Regions from separate parts of the Mus musculus genome. Here regions 1, 3, 4 and 5 are each linked to region 2. A link is a contact called in public ChIA-PET and HiChIP or PLAC-seq data. All regions are on one chromosome and are shown on one strand. The core of a region is the stretch at or near the end of the contact, and the rest is flanking DNA. Distances in the headings are between cores, read along the strand shown. Region 1 holds the start of Ddrgk1 (DDRGK domain containing 1). Region 2 holds the start of 1700037H04Rik (RIKEN cDNA 1700037H04 gene). Region 3 overlaps Smox (spermine oxidase). Region 4 holds the start of Slc4a11 (solute carrier family 4, sodium bicarbonate transporter-like, member 11). Region 5 overlaps Adra1d (adrenergic receptor, alpha 1d).

Region 1 (2,700 bases), core at 105-2,604, 500 kb before region 2:
CTTGGGAGACTTCCGAACGCCTTTAATCCAGCCCTCCCCCAGGCTGGGCCCTCTTACCTGGAATAACAGTTTGACCCACATTCTCATCCCCGTCTTCCCAGGCCACTCGCTGGGCTCGACGCTGGGCCTGTAGACGGCTGCCCAAGTCCCTCCGACGCCGGGGTCTGCTTCCAGTTCTCTGTTCTTCAGACTCCTGGGGCAAAGAGCGGCCTACCTGGCCTGCTCCTGCCCTCTCTTCCTCATTGTGCAGTGGTTCTCCGTCAGCTTTTGGGAGGGAGGAATCATAACACTGTCAAGCAGCCCATCTTCAAGAGAGTGAAGCACAGGATCTTGGGAGTCTCATCCCCCTGCTGAACCACCTCAGACTATTGCTGCCCACAGCACCAAGTCCCAACTTAGGTTTGTCAAGGCCTTTTTTGTACGCACACTTTGGCCTGATGCTCACTTCTCATTTCCTACCTCCTTTGATATCTTCATCTTGAACAGGCGACCTGTGAGGATACTCTCACCCTGAGGTTTACAGATCTCGCTCCATGCCCGCTGCAAGATTACATTTACTTCTTGCTATGTTATGATTTTATAGGGTACGCCAACCAGAGACTACATGTCACAGTCGAGGCTGAATCGTCCCTCCCTGGAAGACTTGTTGGCAATCAGCTTTACCTCAGCTTCTGTCTCTTCTGCCCGTGGGACACAGAGGTGCTCTGAGGTGGCTTATGGGGTCAGGCATCAGAGAGATATATAGAAACTCCTACACTTACGTGAAATGTTAGTAAGGGGGACTGTCAGGTTGTCAGTGCCAGGCCACTTCTAACCCTGGTGGAGGCGAGGCAAAGCAGCATGGGTGCCCTCTTTGGCGGGAGATGCATTCAGTTTCCTAAGGCTGCTTAGCCCTCCTACTCCTAGTAAGCGGAACACACTGGGCAGGATTAGAAAACCGGCAGCCTCTCCTATTGGTGCAGAGTAGAAAGGCAGGCTTGGTTCCTAGGTTGCATCCCCAGCTCTGGGCTCCGCGCTAATTCCGAGTGTGTCCTAAGGCGCGTGCGCAAAGCTCGGGCCAGCGCACAAGCTCCTCGTAAGCACAGGAAAGCTCGTCAGTGCATGCGCACGAGTCGAGGGCCTACCAAAGCCCAGGAACTCTGAAAAACGGATTCCTCCAGCCCTGGGACGGCGGCACCTCCTACCTGCTGCCGCCCGACCCCGGCTGCGAGTCAGGAAGAGGATCAGGCCGATGAGCAAAACTGCCGCCACCAGATACACCCAGGGCCCCACCATGACGACAGACAGCCGGGCAGCGCAGCCAGCGCGCCTGCGGGATCCGGATCGCCAGGCCCCGCCCACTACCGTCCGCCCTGCCCAGCCGCTCGCTGAGCTCCGCCCCCACCCTGGGCTTGACCTGGGCCTCAGTTAACTGAAGAGTCCCTGATGCCACATTTGCTTGCCATCCCAGTGCTCGGGAAGTGGAGACTCGGAGACCAACATTTCAAGGTCGTCTCTGGCTATATGGCAACATGGAGGTCGTCTGCATTTAATGACGCTGACTGCTCTTCCAGTGGGCCAGGGTTCAGTTCGCAGCACCCACATAGTGGCTTACAACCTTCTATTACTTCAATTCCAGGGGACCCAAAACCCTCTTCAGACCCTCTCGAGTGTCAGGCACGCAGGTTATACACAGATATGCATACCTGCGAAACACTCATACACGTCAAATAAGTGTTTAAGAAAAAAAGAAAGAAAAAGGAAGAAAATAGTGGGGCGAGTAAGTAGGGGACTAAGCTGGGGTTGTAGATTAGTAGTAGAGCACTCATGGCCAAGGCCCTTAGTTTAATTTGGAGCACTGAAAAATGCAACGTGTGTACGAATATCTTATTAATACTGCAAGTTAGGCATCCATTGTATTACTTTCTGTAAATGTGGAATGTTTTGTAATTTGTTTCTCAATGTTGATAAACCTAAGGCCTTCCAGGCGTCAGGCAAGCGCTGTTACGGTAAGCTTTATCTCTAGCACCTACGTTCTTTCCGTATATTTGGAGATTTAGATCCATGTTCGGCTGAAGGTTGAGGCTTTGCTGGAATTTTATCGCAGCTGCCCCCCACCTTTAGTTGTTTGGTTTTGTTCTGAGACAGGGTATCTGGTAGCCTAGGCTGGCCTTGGACTTGGTGTATAGTAGATGGTGACTTTAAACTGATCCTTTGCTTCTGCCTCATAAGTGCCTGGATTATATGGGAGTACAGGTGTGCACCCTGATGTCCAGACGCTCCTCCATCTTTTGAGGATGGGTTGTTTTGTTTTAGTTCTTTGAGCTCTCATTATATGGCCCTGCCTGGCCTAGAACTCAATATGTACACAAGGCTGGCCACAAACTTAGAGGGATCTGCTTGCCTCTTCCTTGGTTATAATTAAAGGCATGTGGCACCACAGACCTGCCTGGCTCCTGAATTATTATTATTTTTTTTCCGAGACAGGGTTTCTCTGTGTAGCCCTGGCTGTCCTGGAACTCACTCTGTAGACCAGGCTGACCTCGAACTCAGAAATCCACCTGCCTCTGCCTCCCAAGTGCTGGGATTAAAGGCGTGTGCCACCACACCTGGCTGGCTTCTTAACAAATGTTATTTTATATGTGATATATATATATATATATATATGTATATTAATTACCTGGCCTATATATGTAATATATATGCTTATATGTGATTATA
Region 2 (2,700 bases), core at 129-2,628:
TTTTACCGTCTCCTCTCTGAATCATTCTTCAACCACCATTCCCAACCCCATAAAAGCCCTTTCTATGTCAGAGCAGTAAACAACCTTCAATTCTTCCTACCACCTCCCCTACACCCATCCAGGGACCCAGTCACAGCTCAATCATCAGCCCAGCAGAAGCACTTATCCAACCTCCCCTTAAAGCTCAAAGAACACCCACTGAAGTCTCAGACAGGGAGTGCTACATGGAGGTCGCATGTGGAAGCAATCTTTCATCTCCTCAGCCTTGACCTATCTTTGGAGCCCCCTTCCCCAAAGCCAGGGATGCAAGGACGGTAATAGGTGTTTACTCTCACAAACAGTGGAGGGAAGGGTTGACCTGTGAAAAGGGTGTTAGTCCCTCCTGTCTACCAACCTGTGTGGTTCTCCTCTGCCTAGCATTCACTTCCCACATCCCCCTCTGACATCAAAGGAGGCTGCTTGGATTCATCTGGCCTCTAGATTGACTCTTTCACCCAAGAAGCAGAGACACGGGTGAAAGCTGCTCCTACCCCCCACCCACCCACCCACCACCCACCCAGCCCACCCCACCCCACCCCAGTGCAAAGCAATGCCCTACCTTCACATCCCACCACCAAGATTAAAGAGGAAAGACTCAAGCTGTCCAACCGAGCCCTGTTCACTAACAGGAGCACTGGTCCAGAACCTAAATCCAACCATTTCTGTGAGACACTGGAGAGGCTCTGGCTCTGGCCCTCTGGCCTTTCCTACCGCCATCCCTGTGGGTGTGGCACGCCCCACCTCAGTGTTATTGTTTTCTCAGGGGACAAGAGCAGCAGAACGGGCCTCAGACGTACCCACACCAAGAGCAAGGCCGCGGATCTGTCCATCTGAGATAATGCCCTGCGCTCTCTGAGCTCGCCAGGCTGACGCAGGAGTCTCTGGAGCCGACACTCCCAACATCAACATCCTCCTCATGATCGTGCCCGGGCACCGGAGGCTCAGAGGCTACTCTTCCAAGGTCACATAGAGCCACGAGGACCAGGTAGGAACGGGACGTCAGCCACATTTACGCCCCCACCCTCAGGTGTCACTTGTACCCTGCCCGCTAACCGTCATTTGTACCCAGGACCCCACATCCCCCACCCCATCCCGCTTCTACAGAGTTCCTCAGGCTAGAAAGCAAAGCCTCCAGCTCCAGCACAGCTGAGGATCTCAGACCCAGGAGCCGTCTCTGGTGAACTAGACGGAGCCCGGAGGGCCCATCTCACCTTGCAGGCGAGCCCCGCGGCCAGGCGGTCAGAAACGACCGCGGAGGCGGCGGTAGCAGCAGCAGAACGGGCTGGAGAGCGCGAGGAAGAGCCCCGCGCCGCATCAGCCTCGCGCCACGCCCTCTCCTCCTTCATTGGCTTGAGGGGCGTTGAGGGGCGGGGCTAGGGCACTTCAGACCAATGAGCTGTCTCTGAGATCCACCAATTAACGACGAGATTCCACATCACGTGTGCGCGGAGGCTGAGCCCCACGAGTCGACGTCACCCCAGCGGCACGAGCTTGGGTGATGAAGCGGGATGGGAGCTATGTTGGAACCGCTGCTGGAAACCGACCAGAGCGACCTTCCCCATGAGGTTTCCGATCCGCGGCAGTTTTGTCTAGGAGTTAAGCAGTCACCTTTCCTACTGGACTGAGTCTGGATTTCGGTCTTCCTTTCCCACCCATTCCCTATTCCAAATAAGCATTAGAACAAAGAAGGCACGCGGCGTAGGAAGGGGGGAAGGGAGCGTACGCGGGCGCCCCCGGGGACAGGAGCTTCTGCTCCTGGTCTCCAAGGAGGCGGTCGCCATGGCAGCGGGATGCGTCTCGACCCACCCGACAGGGTGTGGGCGTCTTCGTAGAGCACTTACTAAGGCTTGTGGATTTTTGCCACAGGCCCACCTGTCCGTGTGCGACTATCTCTATCCTTATATACACTGATTAGGACAAGAGGTTTAAAGTGCCGAAAGAGCAGTCAGAACACACAGGTTCCCGATCCTTCCAACTTAACTAGCGGAGACAGGCCTTGGACCGCTGAGAGCTTGCTTGTTTTTCCGATAGAATGTGGTCGCTGCCTGTAAGAGTCCTCAAGGTCCGACTCTTCCGTGTCCTTATGGCTGTTAACCTGACTCGGATCTTGTGTTCGCACGCTGGTAACAAATAGTCTTTCTGTGCTATTGTTTTCATAGCGTTACTTCAGAGGGCCCAGTGCTTCCCTGCTGTCTTCAGCAGGGCTTCTCAAACTTTTTATCGTTGTTTTGGATGGTACGTGCGCTCCCTACTGTTGAGAAAATTCTGTCCTCCAGAGCGGACATTGAGAACTTTTCATTCTAATCCCAGCCTACTCAACCCCTACTCCCACCTTTCCAGAAGCCCCGTGGTGTGTTCCATATCTGTTCTTTTCCAAGTCAGCAGACAGTGCCTCCAAAGTATCCTGAAGGCCACCACGCCAGGCAAAAGCAGCCTGCAGATGTATAGCCCCCGGAGACTTTTATAAATACTTTTCTTCCCATCTTCTTGCCCCTCATCCTACTTCTTCACAAAGGATTCTCATTTCCAGTCTTCTTTTGAAATATCAGATCTAACAACACATTCTCACATTTACATTCAAAACAAGAACCAAGGGCTTTGGGGGTAGCGGTCCCTGCCTTTCTGGAACGTCAGTTTACCATAGTCCCCTCTGATTCCTAT
Region 3 (2,700 bases), core at 152-2,651, 350 kb after region 2:
GTTTGCTCATGCACTTGCGTGGGTGTTTTCCAGAAGCTTCCGTAGGCCCTTGCACTGACATCCCACTTTGGAGAATGCTGTCTTGGTGTTAGAGTTGGGGCTGACAATGTTTGTTGGGAGGGCATACTGTCTAAGAACTGTGGGTCCTCATTTTAAAGTCACAAGAAGGAGGGGGCATTGTATAAGTTCTGATTAGTCATTAGTTTTTAGTATGAGTTAGGTTATCATAACTGAGGACAGACAACAGGAACTAGGGTTATTAGAGTGGAAGGGGGATTTTAGGCTTCCCTGTGGGTGATGTGTGTCTTAGGGTTGTCTGTAAAGATCGGTCCTTGTTGCAGCCAAAGAAGAGACTTGCCCCTGGGATGGGAAGATGTTGCTAGGGTTCTAGAGCGTAGAGATATTTCCTGAAATGGAGCTGGAGATGAGGGTTCTGACAGCCACCGTGTGTGTAGGGTGTTCTGGCCAGCAGTGGGTTGAGTGGGTTGGGAGTATGAAGACGACCCAGTGAGAAAACATGCAGTGACCTGGTGTATGTGAGAGATTTGACCCTCTGTGTGTATATGTACGTGTGTATGTGTGCTATGTGTGAGTGAGTATGTGTATGTGTGTATGTGAGAATGTGTATGTCTGTGAGTGTATGTGTTATGAGTGTGCATTATGTGAGTGTGTGCTGTGTGAGTATGTGCTGCATGAGTATGTGTGAGTGTGTGCATCTGTGTGCATCTGTGTCTATGTGAGTGCGTGTGTATCTCTGTATGTGTATGTATGTGCTATGTGTGTGTATGTGTGTATGTGAGTGTGTGTATGTCTGTGAGTGTGTAAGAGGGTGTATGAGTGTGTGTGTGCTATGTGTGAATGTGTGTCTGTGTGAGTGCATGAATATGTCTGTGAGTGTGTGAGAGTGTGTATGAGTGTATGTGTGCTATGTGTGAATGTGTGTCTGTATGTATGTGTGTGTCTATGTGTGAGTGTGTGTGAGAGTGTGTATGAGTGTGTGTGTGTGCTATGTGTGTGTTTGTGTGTATATGAATTTGTGTGTGTGTGTGTGTCTGTGTGTTTAGAGGCTAGAGGCCCACATTGATTATCTCCCACAATTGCTTTCTAACATTTCTTTTTTGAGACAGGGTCTCTGTTTCTCTTTTTCAGGCACAAACTTGGGTGACTCTTGGCAGTAAGAATGAAAGTGCTGTCCAAAGTTCTCACAAGGCTGGGGCAGCCAAGGAGCCCCAGGGCTCTTTGCTCATTGTTGATTGGCTGGCTGGCAGCCTCCGGGAAGAGCAGTCCCATTTATGATTCTTTGGGCTTGATGAGCTATTTAGAGTTTGATGTAGAAACAGAAGATGGGGAGATAGGTGGCCCAGTCCCTGAGGCAGCTGACAACTGAGACCATGCAGGGAAGGCACAGGGTGTCAGACGACCAGATGGGAAGCTTGCCAGGCAGAGAAGAGGGAGTGACTAGGCTGTGTGGAATAATGAATGTGAAGAGAGAGGGGAGAACATGCTGGTCAGGGTACCTGTGTTGTGTGCAGACAGGCAGGCCTCAGAACCCAGTGTGTCAATGGACATGCTGCAGCATGGCATGATGGCCATGTCCCTGTCAGAAGTGAGAGCAGGGGTCCAGAGCCAGCTCTGAGGATACCACTTGCTAGGAGGTGAGTAGGCATGAGGTGGTGCCTGGAGCCCTTGGGAATACAGGTGTGGCCGAGACGGCCATGAGCGAGAGAAGTACCCTTGGTGGTGGCATGTGAGGGAGGGCTTCTGGGGAGGAGAGAGTGGCTGGTACTGTACTATATACATGTGCAGCATTGGGTAAAAACAAATTGATAATAATAGCAATAACAACAATAATAATATTACTGTTCTCCCTCTGCTCCTAATGGGAGCTCAATGTAGAACAGATGCCTGAGGCTCTAGCGGTACCCTCACCGGCCAGCAGGCGGTCCTGTGGGCAGGGTCCTGGGCTTTCTGTTTTTGGTCCTTCAGTCTGCTTACTTTTCCTACACATGGGGGTCTGCGCATGCCTGCCTCTTTCAGAGACACCAGGCAGTTGTTCTCTTCTAGCTGCAGCATGAGGCTGTGTTTTGTTGTAGGCACATTCATCTCACAGGGCTATTTTTAGTAACTAGTGGTTTAATTAGAAACAACCCAAGAAAGGGAAGGCATGCAGATAAGGAGGACATGCCTACTTCTTGGGCTGAGGGACAATGCTACTGTCTTTAGACTGTGTCAGACAGCTCCTGCTACAGAGCAAGCCACCCCAGATATAAGAGCTTATAAGGTCTGTGGGAAGGAAGTGTGGACAGGACTCAGGTAGGGGTAAGTGAGTCTCTTGCTGGCTTTGCCTTGATTCTTGCATTTCAGGGTCACATGGAAATGTCACTCAAGTTGGTTAGGATCTCTAAATGGCCTTACCCTCTTGTCTGGTAGGAAGTGTAGGGTTTGGTCTGAGCTCATGTTGCTAGCAAGGTGAATCTCTGTTTCTTTACATAGTTGTTACTTTGAGAGTGCTGGCTAGTTGTTTTTTTTTTTTTTTTTTTTTTTTTTGTCAGCTTGACACAAGCTTGAGTCATTTTGGAAGAGGGAATTCAATTTTGAAACTACCCCCACTGAAATGGCCCGTGGTGCATCTTGACTGATGATTGACGTGGAAGGGCTCAGCTCACTGTGGGTGACATCACCTTGTGCAGGTGATCCTGG
Region 4 (2,700 bases), core at 198-2,697, 460 kb before region 2:
TTCATTCTGTGACATGGCCCAAGGACAGTTTTCTACAAAAGAAGCCAAAGAATAGTCACCAATCCTGTGGACCAGCCCTGGACAGCCTTAGTTCACCCCATGCCTGATGATTCCTCATCCTTCCTAGGAACACATGCAAGCCCACTTGCATGAGAGAGGTGGGGGTCAAAGTACTATGTAGGGGAGCCTGCAGTGTCTGGGATGACCATCCTTACTGTAAGGTATTAAATCCCTTAGTCTGCCTAGTATGGACTTCCTATGCGTGCCAGGGAAGTGAAGAGTACTTCCTCAGGTCATGTCATCACTAAATTATCATCAGTACTCGGCTCATTAATCCAAGCGTCTCTGACTGAGCCCCATCCAGTTCTGGAGGAAGACAACTGGAAATCGCCTCCTCCCTGGATCCAGCCCAGCCTCGCCCAGCACTTTGAGGTGGGGGTGAGCCTCTCCTCAGATCTGCCCTGGTTGCCAAGGGCCACACATGCCCATCTCAGACGCAGTTCTTCCCATCTCTTCAATGGCCTAGGGGTCACCCAGGGGACCGACCCAGCAACTGCCTCTATCCCAGGGTTGTACCGTGTCCTGCGATGCCGGAAAGAAGGGGTAGAGTGGGTGTGCAGTACACAGAGATTGGAGGTACTATCCGAGATGTTTGTGCAAAGAAGGACGCACGGGAGGATGGGCCTGTACGAGAAAAAGATGTAGTCCATGTTTGCAGCCACTGAGAGTGAGTAGATGGGCAGGATTTGGAGGCACTTGGGGCGGTAGCTAAGGGGAACAGACCACACCCACGTGCAGGTGAGTGGCCGGATACACCCAGCTCTGATGAATCGTAACTCTAGGCGGCGGAACGCAATCCGGTGCTGAGGACACCAAAGCGCCACCCTGCCCATTTCGGAGCTCCCAACCCTCCCCTCCGCCGGCTACGTTACATCTTTCCTTCAGTTGCTGAGGGTGTGTGTGTCAAGACCGCGAACGCAGAACAAACACGGACAGGATGCCCACGGTGTCCCAGGCCGCCCCTTGCCCCGCGCGCGCGCACTGACATTCGGAACTCTTTTGGTCGAACCCCTCCGGAGGCGCAAAGCCGGCACAGCCTCTCGCCCACCCAGGCCTGAGAGGCCGGCGCTGGCATACACGCCTGGCGTGGCCATGGCCCGGGCTTCTCAATCAGGACTCCGTGGTTCTGGGCCGGCTCGCAGCTGGAGCCGGCGACACTCCTGCGAGCCGCGCCGCGCTCCTAACCGTGCGGCGTGAGGCTGCTTCCAGCCAAAGTCGCGCCCTCACCCGCGAGGTCTGTTCTGGATCCTCGGCGGCTCGCGTGCGCAGGCCTGAGAGTCGTGGGGTGCCGGCCTGGGAGGGACTACGAAGTTTCAGAGCAGTGCAGGGACACTCACTGGAGCCCGGAGGGAAGGGGCGCGCCTGTTTTAAAAGCTTGGAGGAACTCCGCCCCCACCTTAGCTGTACGCCACTGACTGCCACACCCTCGGGCTGCCGAATCGCCCCCAACCCTCCCTTGCCGCGCCCCTTTGCCCTCGCCACGCCCCCGACCGCCAGGGCGGTCCCCAACCCCCGCCTACGCCGCTTTCTGCACTTGCCCGTGGGCTAGCGCCCTAAGCCGCCCACGCTCCCGCGTGTTCACCCGCTGGCGCCCGCTCTCGGTTCCGCATCCCTCTCCCAGGTTAGGAAGTGGCCGGGTCTCTGGAGAGCGGCTTGCGGTGAGTTCTGATAAGTGCGTTGAGCACCTCTTTCCTTAACCCCAACCCAACCTTCGGTGGCTTCCCAGTGATTCTACAGACCTTGAGCTTCCTATTGTCCCTGGGGCACACACTTAAGTAAAGTACTATTCTCCAGCCACTCCTTCCCACTCCGTGATAGCTTCCACACAGTTCCTTTCACTGTTGCTCAAGCGTGTTAGGGGGTGGGTGAGTTGGAAAGGCATTTGGAGTGTTGCGGGAATTTGCATATAAATAGGCATGGTGAGCCAAGTTGGCATTCGGATTGAAGGTACGGAGGGTCCTGAAGTCTCCCCTACACACACACACACACACACACACACACACACACACACAGACGCGCGCGCTCGTTATTCCAGGATCCCTCCCATCTCTAAGAACCGTGATGACTCAGGGATAGCCGCACGCTGCCTTTGTTGGGGTAAGCAGGCCCTGGGAGGAGGCTACATGCCATGTTGTTCACTTAGCTCTTAGGAACTCCTCTCAGTATCTTCTCCTTAGAATCCTAGCCCTAAACCCGGCAGTTGTGGCGCACGCCTTTAATCCCAACACTTGGGAGGCAGAGGCAGATGGATTTTTTGAGTTTGAGGCCAGCCTGGTCTACAAAGTGAGTTCCAGGACAGCCAGGGCTACACAGAGAAACCCTGTCTCGAACACTCCCCTTCCCCCCAAAAAAAAGACTCCTAGCTCTATCCAGGCTGGTGGTGTTGCAGGGTGGGGGTTCAGGAAAGCTGAAGAGCCTGGCAGAATGGCTGACTCAGGGTCGGGATCCCTCTTCCACCCCAGTCTCTCATGTTATGTCTTTTGCATAGCTTCCTAGCAGCACCCCAATACTTGGTTGGTCCAAACCCTTCCAGTTCCAGAAAATCTCTGGAGACTTAAGGAACAATTTCCCCAACCTCTCCTTATTAGGAGGAGAAAGGAGCCAGGAGTACCCACTCCCACCCCCACCCCAGTCTGTAGA
Region 5 (2,700 bases), core at 111-2,610, 390 kb after region 2:
GGAGAGGTTTGCTCAGTGCTCGGTACTGTAGAGGAGTCGTGAAACTGTGGTGCTGGCTCTGGGTGACAGTGTGACTACCAATGGGGCACAGGGCTGATCGTAGGCTCAGCGACAGCTTCCAACCATCTCAGACTTAGGCAGGATGGGACAGGCACGGAGCCTGTGGCTATCCTGTAGGGTGAGCTCACATCTCATCTAGGCTCCATAATGGAGGACCTTGAATTAAGGCACAGCTTTCCTTCAGTGGGGGAGTTAGAGCTCTGGTTATTTTTAAGCTGGTGAGAGACCCAGTTCAGAGCACAATACCCATGGCTGTCAAAATGTAGCCCTGTAGGGCTGTGCCCGGGAAAGTGTTGAGGAAAAGCTGGGATGGTTTTAGGTGGGGGAACAGAACACCAGACAAGTGCAAACGGGCACTAAGACCTGGTTTTCCACAAATATCTCCATTAGTATCCCCAATACGGACTCCAAGGAAGCCGTTCTCAGGGGAAGGAGACTGAGTGCAAAGGTGCTGCCTAGAGGTCACCTCTCACCTATCTCATCCTCAGCACAAGCGTCACTCTGGACAAAGCCTGCAGATCTGAGAGACAGAGAAGGCCAGGCATGGCATTCTCTGACAAATTCTCCCCCTGATTTACCCCAATATGGCAGAGACCCTTGCATATCACCTACTACCCACATGGAGAAACAGTTCCTGATGCTAAGAGATGGTGGAAGGAGAGGACAGTACCCACCACACAGCCCAGCCTTTTCCCACCTGCTCATGCTGCCCCTGGCAAGCTACTTGGCCACTGAAAGCCTCACTTTCTTTTTCTGTGAGCTGGAGACAATAATAATTCTCTGGATGGGATTCATAAATTTCAGGGCTCAGTGCTTAGCAGGATTTTAATCTAAATGTGTTGGGGTAGAGATAATATAGATCAGTACTAGAGAACTCATGCAGCATTTGAGAGCCCCAGGTTCAATTCTTAGAACAGCAAGCAAACTAACCCACCAAACAACCCACCTACCCACTCACCCACCCCTACTTATCCCTCCCCTGCCCTGTGGCTTTTCAGAGAGGTACCACAGACTTGGGAAAGGACTTACTGACTGTATCTAGAGAGCGGTCAGAAACAGTAGCTGAAATACGGCGGGGTTATGGGTACCAGGGCTCAGCAAGGCTTATTTCCCCCTGCAGAAGGGTTAGGCAGTCCCTGGAAAATGCCCGAAGGAAGGATCCTGTCCTGCAGGAAGAGCACCCTCAAGGATAGCATCCCTCAATGGCTGCAAAGTCAAGCCAAATGCTGGAAATGCCATTCTGACTCAGACTGCATTTTTTTCTGTTTAGCAGTGGCTGACACATCAGTGGACTATGTTGTCCAGTGGTTGTTGCCAGCCTGGTTTTATTCAGATATGTGGACAGCATGCCATGTTTTAGTGCTGTCCCAGTCTTACTGCAGACATTGATACTTTAATTTATGCACAACTGACTTTTGCAGAGTCTTCCTGGAACAGGGAATTTCTCACACCCGAAGGGGCTGGGATTCAAAGGCAGGCTTCCAGCCCCAACAATTTCCTTCTGCTTCCCTTGAGGTCTGACTTACTTTGAGTTTTCTCAGAAGCAAGCTCTGAGATAGGACAGGGTTCAAGTGCAAGCGTTTAGCCTGATAGTGAAACACCTTGGGTAGCTGCTGACTGGTAAGTCAGTTGCTAATGTGAGAAACTGAGGCTTAACCCCTAAGGGGAGTTTTGGGTTTTCCCACCAATGGTGAGGGATGTGGGTACCTAACACTCATCTCCATCATTCTCTAGCTGATTTCTTCACTAATTAAATTTCCCCACTTATATGGACTGCATTTTGGATGGGCTGCAAAAAGGAGTAAGTTACGGAAGCCTGTGGGTAAGAGATGCAGGCAGGCACTTAGGAGTGGGCCTGTGCAAACCGGAGATCTGAGGGAAACAGGTGGGCCCCACAGCCTCTGCCACAATCAGTTCTTACTCTCTTTCTAACCACGGTGTGCAGATATACTGCTTAGGATACTCAGGCTTCTTTGTTGCAGTCTGCCAGAGACAGCTGGTGGATCCACCAGCTGCTTTACCTGCTCATCCCCCATCAGTGCATCAGCTTTGTTACCGGTGCTGCGGAAGCTTGGCCCTCAGTGCATATTGAGGTGGGACAATGTGTAATGGATGGGGCCTTGTGGAAGGTAGGTGGTGGTGGTGGTGGTGGCGGGGGCAGCTCCATTCTCATGGAAGGGTTAATGCTGTCTGGTGGGAGTGGGCCAGGTCTTATAAGACTGGGATAATTCTCATGACACTGGGATATAAAGCAAGACCACCACATATATCTATTTCTCTTATACTCTGCCATTTCCCCTTCCATTCTCTTCCATTCTGTGTTGTTCCCATAAGCCCTTCCTAGATACTGATGATGATGTTGTCTGGGCTTCCCAGCTATCAGAACTGAGAGACAAATAAACCTCTTTTCTTTATAAGGTTGTTAATCTCAACTATTTTGTTATAGCAACACAGTACAGACTAAGGCTATGAAAGTCTCAATGGGTATACAGGAGTCTTGGGGCTGAGGCTATACCACTCTCAGTACTCGGGCACACTCCTCCTTGGTTCTAGTGGGCTCACTCCCCCATCCTGAACATCATTCTCTGATTTCTTATGGGTACAAAGCCCAGCTGGGCAAACTTGCTTTAGAAGTTGTTT

Evidence for each region. ChIA-PET counts read pairs in DNA pulled down with a chosen protein or histone mark. HiChIP or PLAC-seq counts read pairs in DNA pulled down with a chosen protein or histone mark.
Region 1: a contact with region 2 is called in an RNA polymerase II ChIA-PET map of memory CD8 T cells, with 15 read pairs. The contact joins the promoter of Ddrgk1 here to the promoter of 1700037H04Rik in region 2. A contact is called at or near these places in 2 of 115 datasets of contacts at active chromatin or transcription factors (embryonic stem cells and memory CD8 T cells) and 1 of 9 other capture datasets (liver).
Region 3: an H3K27ac HiChIP or PLAC-seq map of trophoblast stem cells shows a contact between it and region 2, with 7 times the contacts expected there. The contact joins the enhancer-like site here to the promoter of 1700037H04Rik in region 2. A contact is called at or near these places in 4 of 39 promoter capture datasets (the 3T3-L1 cell line, the C10 cell line and frontonasal cranial neural crest), 6 of 484 Hi-C or Micro-C datasets (the C2C12 cell line, the C3H10T1/2 cell line, the G1E-ER4 cell line and 2 more) and 14 of 115 datasets of contacts at active chromatin or transcription factors (astrocytes, bone marrow-derived macrophages, craniofacial prominence and 9 more).
Region 4: a contact with region 2 is called in an H3K4me3 HiChIP or PLAC-seq map of embryonic stem cells, with 19 read pairs. The contact joins the promoter of Slc4a11 here to the promoter of 1700037H04Rik in region 2. A contact is called at or near these places in 1 of 39 promoter capture datasets (liver), 1 of 484 Hi-C or Micro-C datasets (embryonic stem cells) and 2 of 115 datasets of contacts at active chromatin or transcription factors (both in embryonic stem cells).
Region 5: a FOXA1 HiChIP or PLAC-seq map of pancreatic cancer cells shows a contact between it and region 2. The contact joins the enhancer-like site here to the promoter of 1700037H04Rik in region 2. A contact is called at or near these places in 3 of 39 promoter capture datasets (the SN4741 cell line, liver and stem cell-derived epiblast-like cells), 2 of 115 datasets of contacts at active chromatin or transcription factors (astrocytes and pancreatic cancer cells) and 1 of 9 other capture datasets (liver).

What each region holds. Positions count from the first base shown.
Region 1 is chr2:130,663,291-130,665,990 of GRCm38.p6, forward strand. It overlaps Ddrgk1 (DDRGK domain containing 1), which reads right to left and starts at 1,355. Exons shown (of 9, transcript NM_029832.2): 1 at 1,185-1,355; 2 at 58-264. The coding sequence starts at 1,275. It also overlaps a transcript of Itpa not described here.
Region 2 is chr2:131,158,703-131,161,402 of GRCm38.p6, forward strand. It overlaps 1700037H04Rik (RIKEN cDNA 1700037H04 gene), which reads right to left and starts at 1,379. Exons shown (of 6, transcript NM_026091.3): 1 at 1,251-1,379. Gm14232 (a long non-coding RNA gene) reads left to right here. Exons shown (of 3, transcript XR_003954063.1): 2 at 803-1,024.
Region 3 is chr2:131,512,315-131,515,014 of GRCm38.p6, forward strand. The region is part of intron 2 of Smox (spermine oxidase); the gene reads left to right. Among named protein-coding and RNA genes, the nearest start is that of Gm30732, 12 kb to the right of the region's middle. Within about 2 kb of position 1,402, at least 37 of the 459 cell types and tissues checked have an H3K27ac peak or open chromatin away from gene starts, as enhancers often do. A contact at or near this core is called in trophoblast stem cells, where this site is marked.
Region 4 is chr2:130,696,072-130,698,771 of GRCm38.p6, forward strand. It overlaps Slc4a11 (solute carrier family 4, sodium bicarbonate transporter-like, member 11), which reads right to left and starts at 1,448. Exons shown (of 21, transcript NM_001081162.1): 1 at 1,288-1,448; 2 at 577-684; 3 at 1-32. The coding sequence starts at 15.
Region 5 is chr2:131,547,196-131,549,895 of GRCm38.p6, forward strand. All of the region lies in intron 1 of Adra1d (adrenergic receptor, alpha 1d), which reads right to left. All of the region lies in intron 1 of Gm39938 (a long non-coding RNA gene), which reads left to right. Among named protein-coding and RNA genes, the nearest start is that of Gm39938, 10 kb to the left of the region's middle. Within about 2 kb of position 1,361, at least 49 of the 459 cell types and tissues checked have an H3K27ac peak or open chromatin away from gene starts, as enhancers often do. A contact at or near this core is called in the SN4741 cell line, astrocytes and pancreatic cancer cells, where this site is marked.